Linked DNA regions of Rattus norvegicus: region 2 is linked to region 1. Evidence: chromatin contacts called from public Hi-C data. All regions are on one chromosome and are shown on one strand. The core of a region is the stretch at or near the end of the contact, and the rest is flanking DNA. Distances in the headings are between cores, read along the strand shown.

Evidence for each region. A called contact is a pair of places that touch in the nucleus more often than the background predicts.
Region 2: a Hi-C map of mammary epithelial cells shows a contact between it and region 1, with 2.4 times the contacts expected there. The contact joins the promoter of Usp46 here to the promoter of Rasl11b in region 1. A contact is called at or near these places in 2 of 12 Hi-C or Micro-C datasets (frontal cortex and mammary epithelial cells).

Annotation. Positions count from the first base shown.
Region 1 is chr14:34,371,590-34,375,707 of GRCr8, forward strand. Rasl11b (RAS-like family 11 member B) reads right to left here and starts at 1,661. Exons shown (of 4, transcript NM_001002830.2): 1 at 1,363-1,661; 2 at 766-822. The coding sequence starts at 1,501.
Region 2 is chr14:34,501,420-34,505,602 of GRCr8, forward strand. Usp46 (ubiquitin specific peptidase 46) reads left to right here and starts at 2,731. Exons shown (of 9, transcript NM_001191596.1): 1 at 2,731-2,842. The coding sequence starts at 2,807.

The sequences.
Region 1 (4,118 bases), core at 411-2,910:
ATTAGCAAATATGGTTAGTAAATGCACAGTTCGCATCTGTAGCATGAAAGTGTGCCATGGTGTTGATCAGCTGTGTATCAAAGCAGAAGGCCGCCATGTCATATCTCAGGACAGCTTATATGGTTCACTTCAATTAATGCCCAAGAGGTACTTCACACAGTCTCTGTATGTAAGCAATTCGTTAAGGGGCACACTCGGAAAGGACTGAAGCCTTCCGGGGCAGTGACTATTCTCAATCATTGAGAATGAAATATGTGTCTTCTCATTGTTCAGGAGCTCTCCCCACTAGAATCATAGTTATTTTTCTTTGTTAAGGAGAGAAGTTTAGGCTTACAACTGTTCTGCTTTGGCCTTTGCTTTGAAAGGTCGCCCCTGAAAGGCAGCCAGCAGAGGGAGAGGGTGGGGGAGGAGCTCGAGGCTGGGTTTTTTGTTTGTTTGGTTTTTTTTTTTTATGACTTTTGCAGCCCCCCCCCCCTTTTTTTTTAAAGGAAAAGGCCTTGGAGTACAAAGGGTGTTTCCAACTGGGGTCCCTATAGTTAAAAACATACCACAGGGATACTTTCGGGCACTTGATAAAATGATGAATGGGCCAGGAATGGAATGAGGCCAGATGGCAGCTGGGGGTTGGGGGGGGGGGGGGCGTGCAGAATTGGAAGTGGCAGAATCCTGATGCTAAACACTGTCACTCTGAAGGAAGTGTCCTTGAAGGCACTGAGAAATGAAGGCAGCTATCCCAACAGGCTTTGTCTCGGTGCGTTTCCTCACCTGCATTTCGTTCATAGTCCCCGATGAATCGTTTAGTGAGGAACCGGACCACCAAAGCTGCAATTCAGGAAAAAAAAAAAAAAAAAAAAAGACTGATCATTAACCCCCTAAGTTAGATGGGTCTCCGCCCCACCCCCACCTGGAAAACAACTCTTCCAAAGAAAGTCACAGCCGGCCACCGAGGGAAATTCCTATCCTGTAGCTCCTTGACCCTCTGCCAGACACGAGGAGGAAGAAGCCGAGTGAATTACGGCTCTGCCAGCGGGAAGGGTCTCGTGGCCCAGCCCCCTCCTTGGGCCACACCTAAACCTTCCAGCAGGCGAACTTCTTCCTAACCTTACAGAACTCCAGGACGGGTTACAGTCACTATCTCCCCATCCCGCCCCAGATCCTGCCAGAAGCCCTAAAGTTCTACTCCGGCCCGAAAGTCTGCGGCCCGCTCAGGGCCCCAGTGACCCTCTTCCGCTGAAGCAGGGACATGAAGGGGCGGAGGATCCCGCTGCAACGCCCACCTCTCTCATCTCCAGTCCGGGCCCGGGTCGCCAGGTCCCGTCCCGTCCCGCCCCTCGGCCAAGCGGGTTCCTCGCTTGGACTCACCGGTCTTGCCCACGCCACTGGCCCCCACCACGGCGATCTTGACGAGCCGGCGGCCTGCAGCCCCCAGGCAGCAGTCGGCAGCGGTGCTGCCCGGGGCGGGGTACTCTGCGATGGTACACATGTTCTGGATGAGACGCATCGCCGCTCCGGCCGGGCTTCACCGCGCGGGGAGGGAAGTTGAGGACAGGAGACGGCTCGCGTTGCAAAGAGAGAAGGGCACCCGGTCGGACGCCGCGCGGGCAGAGACTGGAAAGAACCCCCGGGGAGAAAGCGACTAGACGAAGGGCTCAGCAGTTCCAATTCGCGGCTGGGCTGGCAGCGGCCCGGGCGCGGATTTTCTCTGGCCCAGGCCCCGCCTCCATTCCATCAGCCAATCCCCGGCCGCCCCGCTCCACGCCCCGCCCACGGCCTGCACAAAGAGGCGGCGCCCCCACGAGGGCCCAAAGCGAGTGCGGAGCCCCGTGAGATCCACGGAAAACAGGGCGGCTGGCGCGAGGGTGGCAACGTGCTGGACCCATCCGGCTCCCGCTGCGCTAGCACGCGGCCGCACCGGTGGCTGTGGGGCCACGGGGTCTCAGATCCGCGTGGGGGATCTGTCCGTGTCTGCTGGGTCTCAGGTCCGCGTGGGGGGAATCTGTCCTTGCCTTCGTGGGAGACTTGTCCTGTCTGCGGGGTCTCAGATCCGCGGTGGTCTCAGATTCACCCATCCTTGTCTGCCCACCTCGCTGCTGGGCCTCCATAGGTCAGTCCGGAGGCATTCTCCTTATTTGGTCCCAGGTCCCCTAACTTCTCTGACCACTGCCAACATCCGACTGGCTTCTCCATCTCTGACCCAAGGAACCTGCCGGAGAATCCCACAGGTCCCTGACTTATTTGACCCTGTCCTGTGCTCCTGCGCTGGAGACACCATTGCACTGGCTTGGCCACATACAAAGTATTTTCCTGCATTATACAATTTTCCCATCACTATATTCATAAACAAAGAGATAGCCCTCCCTGGCCTAAAATGTGGCATTTGTCTTGGGGGCAAAATACCCATTTTGCTCTAGTTCTTGCCAATAGTGCCAGTCCACAAGAAAGCACAAACGTGGAAAGCAAGTGCTGCATCCTTAGAGGCGAAGCCAAGCCAAACCAAATCGTCCCTAGAACAAGCGTGCATCTCTAATTCAGTCATGCCTCCTCCCAGAGCTGTGAAAGGTAAGAAAAGCAGTCAGTGCAGCGTGGATTGGATTCACAGCGAGGCAGAGGGGCCCCACGTTTAGTCTAGTCATAAGGCAAGAGTTAGTTAAATATGGCTTGATGCCAAGGAAGATGAGGGGTCTAGCCCTCATAAAATACCTAGTATCCCGGTGTTCTCATCAGAGAACCCCACAGTCAACTGCTGGCCAGATCCCAACTTCAGCAACCTACTTTATCGCCACTGCCACGCCCTTACAACCTTCAAGGCCATTTATCTTGGTGCCTAATACAGCAAAGCCAGTGACATTTTGTACACCCTCATTAAAGGTAGAAAGGTTAAAAGAAGCTAATTCCAGTTTCTACACACAGCTTCTTGTTTGATCACCTCCCGCTCTGGACTTTATTCACCAGGTATTAGAAGAGAATTAACCATCCTACCCAGGGCAAACGTGACAAACTCTGTATCTATTAACAGTTTGAAGGGGTGAAGAAATGGGAGAGGAACTAGGAAGATCGTGGCGACTGGCCTTGTTAAGTCTTCTAGGATGAAGAACGGAATCAGTGAGGCAAACGGGCTGACCAATAGCCGTAGTAAAAGGCTGCCTTCTAGGGAGAACTCTGGAATGAAGCAAGGTCAGCCGTCTGAGTCAGGGACAAAGGGCATGTCCAATTTGCATCATGTCTTTCTGTGTGGTTTAAATCAAACTTGAGTTTTGCCAGTCTATAAAATCAAACTTAGCAAAGCTATAATTAAGGTACCGTGCACCTTCAGCCCCCGGCCCTCTAGCCTGCAATTCTATAGTGTTTACATGGGAAATAATTACGTAGTCTACAGTATTTGTTCGGCTGCTTTTTGTACACACAGACGTGATAAAAGTTCTCAAAGGGAATTTTGCTTTGAATCATTTCAGCTTCGCGTGTTTGCGTTTCATTACCACAGGATGAACCAGACCGGTGATTTTTTTCTGTCTGCATCATGAAGGCTGAATTTAGTATACTTACTTTAAGTCAAAGTGAACTGGCTGTACTTAAAACACAGACAGAGGTGGAGGAGGGGGAGGGGGAGAGACAGAGAGGTGGGGGGAGGGAAATGAGAAAAGGAATGGGTGTTGGTTACTTAAAACCATCTACCCAGCAGCCCCCACCTGCATCTGGTTAGCCTGCAGATCACCTCTTGGAAACCCAAATTTGTAGGGAAAAGAGAGACCAAATTAGTAGGGGGGAGGAGGGAAGAGGTTGGATCAGAGAAGGAGACATGATAATCTGCTTTATTCCAGACTGTAGGAAAGGAATTTCAGTTTTTACATCTAAATTTATCAAGAACCATGTAATCCCTTCACTCGGAAGCCTGAAGCAGGATGACTCTGCAATATTACTCCATGACTGACTACCAGACAGATGCTGTCGTTACCTCTAGGAGCCATTCCCCCTGCGGCTCCATAAATTACCACAAACTATTCACAGTCCTTGTCCAGACAATGGCACAGTTCTTCCCCGGACTCTCTCCTGCTGAAAGAAGGCAGTCGGATGACAGCCAAGTCAGGTACCATGGAAGTTCTGGCTGGCCATCCAGTGTG
Region 2 (4,183 bases), core at 1,481-3,980, 130 kb after region 1:
CCCAGGTGGGCTGTGAACTTGTGGCAGTCCCTCTGCCTCAGCCTCCGGGGTGCTGGATTATACCATACCACATTCAGATTTCAACCTGTCTGTCCACACTGCCTACTTAGTTTTAGGTATTTAGAGGGCATGCAAGGAATCCTTTTTCTTGTTGGCACAACACCCAGAGTCAGGTGCTGGTTGTTTTTTTGCTGTGCCAGTGGTGTTTGTGTGTGTAAACATGTGTATGTTCATGTGTGAGTACATTGTGTGTGTCAAAGCCTGAGGTTGATGTTAGATGTCTCCCTCTCTGCCTTAATTTTTGTCTAAAGATTTATTTTATTTTTAATTGTGTGGATGTGTAAGGGTGTGTGTGTGTGCATGCATGTGTGTGGGTGGGTATGTGCATATGATGCAAGTGTCATGGATCCCTTGGAGCTAAAGTTATAGGTGTTTGTGAGCCACCCCACGTGGGTGATAGGAATTGAAGTCAGGTCCTCTGGAAGTATGCAGTCTTTTTTTTTTTTTTTTTTTTTTTTTTTTAATTTATATAAGTACACTGTAGCTGTCTTCAGACACACCAGAAGAGGGCATTGGATCCCATTACAGATGGTTGTGAGCCACCATGTGGTTTCTGGGAACTGAACTCAGGACCTCTGGAAGAGCAGTCAGTGCTCCTAACCGCTGAGCCATCTCTCCAGCCCACAGTACGTACTCTTAACCATCCAGCCATCTCTCTATCCCTTCCACTTTTCTTGTTTGAGACAGAGAGGGTCTGTGCCTGAATCTGTAACTTGTGATTTGGCTAGTCTGGCTGGCCAGCCAGCACAAGCCCCAGGGATTCTGTCTGCCTCTCTAGCAGCGGGATAGTTACACACAGTGACCATGTTTCATTACTTGTGGGTGTGAACTCTGGGGGAAGGATTGAACTTCGGAACCCATGCTTGTGCTGTAAGCACTTTATTGACTGGCACATCTCCCCAGCTCTCACTTGTGTTTTAACTCCTGTAGGCCTTGTATCAGTGTATTCATATTGGAAGAAATCATGGAGTTCATCATCAGAAAACATGGAAATTTTTTTTTTCGGAGCTGGGGATCGAACCCAGGGCCTTGTGCTTGCTAGGCAAGCGCTCTACTGCTGAGCTAAATCCCCAACCCCGAAAACATGGAAATTTAAAACTTTAACCACTCATAAAGCTCAGGCCTTCAGCTTGTGACATTCCGTAATCTTTATAAGCTTTTCTGGACCTTACTGTTCTGGCCAGTCATGGTTTGGGTGTTTTATCAATGGTTCCCCTCCCCCAAAGGTACCCAACCTAAGTTTAGCCTTTATCTGTACTATGTGGGTAACACAGAGCTGAGTTGGACACCTGCTCTCTCTGTAAGCCTTGTGGAGCTAACTGTCTGTTAACTAATAGATTGTGTAGAAGCTGAAAGAACTATAACTGGCAGCAGTAAAAAAAATGAAAATAAAATTTTGGTAGAATGACTCATCGTGAGCAGACATATTAATCCTTCTACACACTGAAAAATACAGTATCCACGTGACTCCCCCCTTCAGTCAGTAGTGTTCGTCTTCTATTTCCACCCCAGGTCCTAGAAGAATTACCAATGGATGGCTCTCACATGTTATGTATAAAACTCTGCGCCCTCCTCCCCACCACCAGTATGTTACTCTTGGCTACATAAAGATGTCTTCAATTATATTAATTTCTCTCCTAATTTAATTTCCCACAAAATACATTGGTTCAGGAATTTATCACGTTTCACATGCACAGCTTCCCTGCAAAAACCATGGGACGGCAGACGCACAGTTATTCCCCATGTTTGAAATGGACCTTTTCAATTCTCATGAATGTATCCTTCAAGCGGTGTACAATGTGCACCCTGAGCCTGCAGTTTTGGCCTCTGTGGGAATGTGTGAAAACTCAAACAGCACCCAATCTCACAAAACTGAGATCAGGAGCTCCCTGGATGGAGGATACAAAAGTTTTGTTTTGGTATTTCCTGGACAGCCTCTAGCACCGCCCAGAACCTGGCCATTTCCTCTGTACCTTCTAATGTCACAAATCTCCCGAGTGGGGCTTTCCTAGACCCGGAATACTTTCCTTTCTGGGAACCCTTTCCCAAGCAGCTGGGTTACTGCTGGTCAGGGCTCTCTGGCCACGCCCATGTCCTGGTCTCATTTTACTTTTTGGGTTCCGGTGGATGCCATCTGGCTAGAACCCTGGAGAGAAACTTTAAAGTTGGACTAGGGTTACCCTTACTCCCTTACACCCGTACTCATCAGCTCCCCTAGCTAATCTCTAAAAGCCCTGACTGGTTGGAGACCACCAGGAACAGGCAGAGGGAAATCGGGAAACGAGCATGCCTGTGTCCCCCTGGTGTAGGTCCCCAGCCTACGATCGGCCAGGGTCCAGTGTCCTGGGTCCAGTGTGAAGGCCGCGGTGCTGGGTTCGTTGGGGACTGACCTAGCGATGCAGCTGGCACGGAGCGGTACCCCAGGGCAGGGGAGCAAGAACAGCTTTCAGCCGGGTTGGGCGACCGAGTCCTGGCGGACACGGGAACGTAGGAGCGGCCCGGTTCGGCGCCTCCCGGCTCTGGGCTCCTCCTCCCGCCGGCCGCGGCCCCGGCTGCGTCGCTCCGCCACTCCCCGCCCCGCGCCGCCGCCCCGCCCTCGCCGCCGCCCGGCCTCGCTCGCCCAACCCCACTGCAAGCCGGCCCCAGGCCGCCTCGCCGCCACCCGGCCTCGCTGCGCGCCACCATGGACAGTCCCGTTTTCCCCTGGTAAAGATGGCGGTGCGCGATCGCTGCAACCTTTAGACTAATGACTGTCCGAAACATCGCCTCCATCTGTAATATGGTGAGTGGCCGCCGAGCCTCCGGGGGTCGCGCCCGCAGCGAGCCAGGCAAAGAAAGGGAACCCCGGGCTGGAGCTGCTCGCGCGCCGCGGTCGTGGGGGCCGCGCGGTCAGAAGTTCCCGGCTCTGAGGCTGGGCCAGCTGACCGCAGTCCCCCGCCTCTGTCCCAGCCGGGGACCCTGAAGGGATCCCAGGGATCCCCAGGGCAGCCCCATGCCCCCGCCCTCGAGTTGTGGTGCGGGCGGTGGGTGGGGGTGGAGGGTGCGAGGTGCCGCACACCGCTGTCCCGAGGGAGGACCATGAGGGTGCAAGCCTGGAGTGGGAGGAAGTAGATCCTCCTGGTGCAGTAAATAAACCCTTCCTGGACTCACGGACTGTCCTCTGCTCCTTTTTGGAGTTCAGCCTCGATTGTATTTAAGATTCACTTTGCAATAGCAGTGTTCTTACCAGGAGAAATCGGATAGACATAAAAAAATCCAAGTGAAGAATCTGGCTAGAGAAGCGAACTAAAACCTGGAAAGCACAGCAATTTGTTCTGGAGGCCTCAGTTTCCCCACCTGCATGCAGGAGATTGTAAGGCGGCAGTTAACGTTTGCAGGCCCTAGGAGTGAGGTGACTGTGGGTGTGAGGAAGTCTGCAGGGGTCATCCTGCCCCGCCTCCTCTCCATTTAGCTTGGGCACTGCCTCGCCTGTCTGAGGGGGGCGGGTGGGGGGGCGGGGAGTGTTACCCAGCGGTCACTTTAATTTGGAGTCCCCCCCCCCCCCAACTACCTTCCCGTTCTGTTTAGTTTCCTAGGGACCAGTTCCAACCTTTGGGTCCCCTGAGCGTACTCAGCTGGCACCCCCACTTGTGAGAGCCTCAGGGAGGTCAGTTTGGGGTCAGCATTACCTTTGGTGTGGGGCTTGAGGGTGTGTGCTCTGCCTGTACTCTCTGGATCCTCCTCTCCCTCCCGCTTCGAGCCCCTCCAAACTGGAACACTGCTGGCTGTTGGGTTTTGTTTGTTTGTTTTTGCCATTTTGGAGAACACCCTGCCACCAAGTTAGATAGTCATCCTAGCATACAAAGGGAATCTGAGGAGGTCTGATTAAGTAGGCCTTAGGTAAGGTGATCTGGCTGCCCTTCCCCCATCACACAGCTCTTTAAATCTTCTGTCCCACATTCTGTTGCAAGATCAACACATGGCACAGAGCATGAAGGAGCCATGTGTTAGCTCAGGTGGAGTTGAGACCTGCTGGGGCTGGCTCCAGCTTTCTGCGCTGGTCGCCAAGAGTGATGGTAACTGCCGGCTTGGTACAGGTCTCCTTAGATGACGGGGCCTGTCACCTTGCCATCTCCCCTTTCTG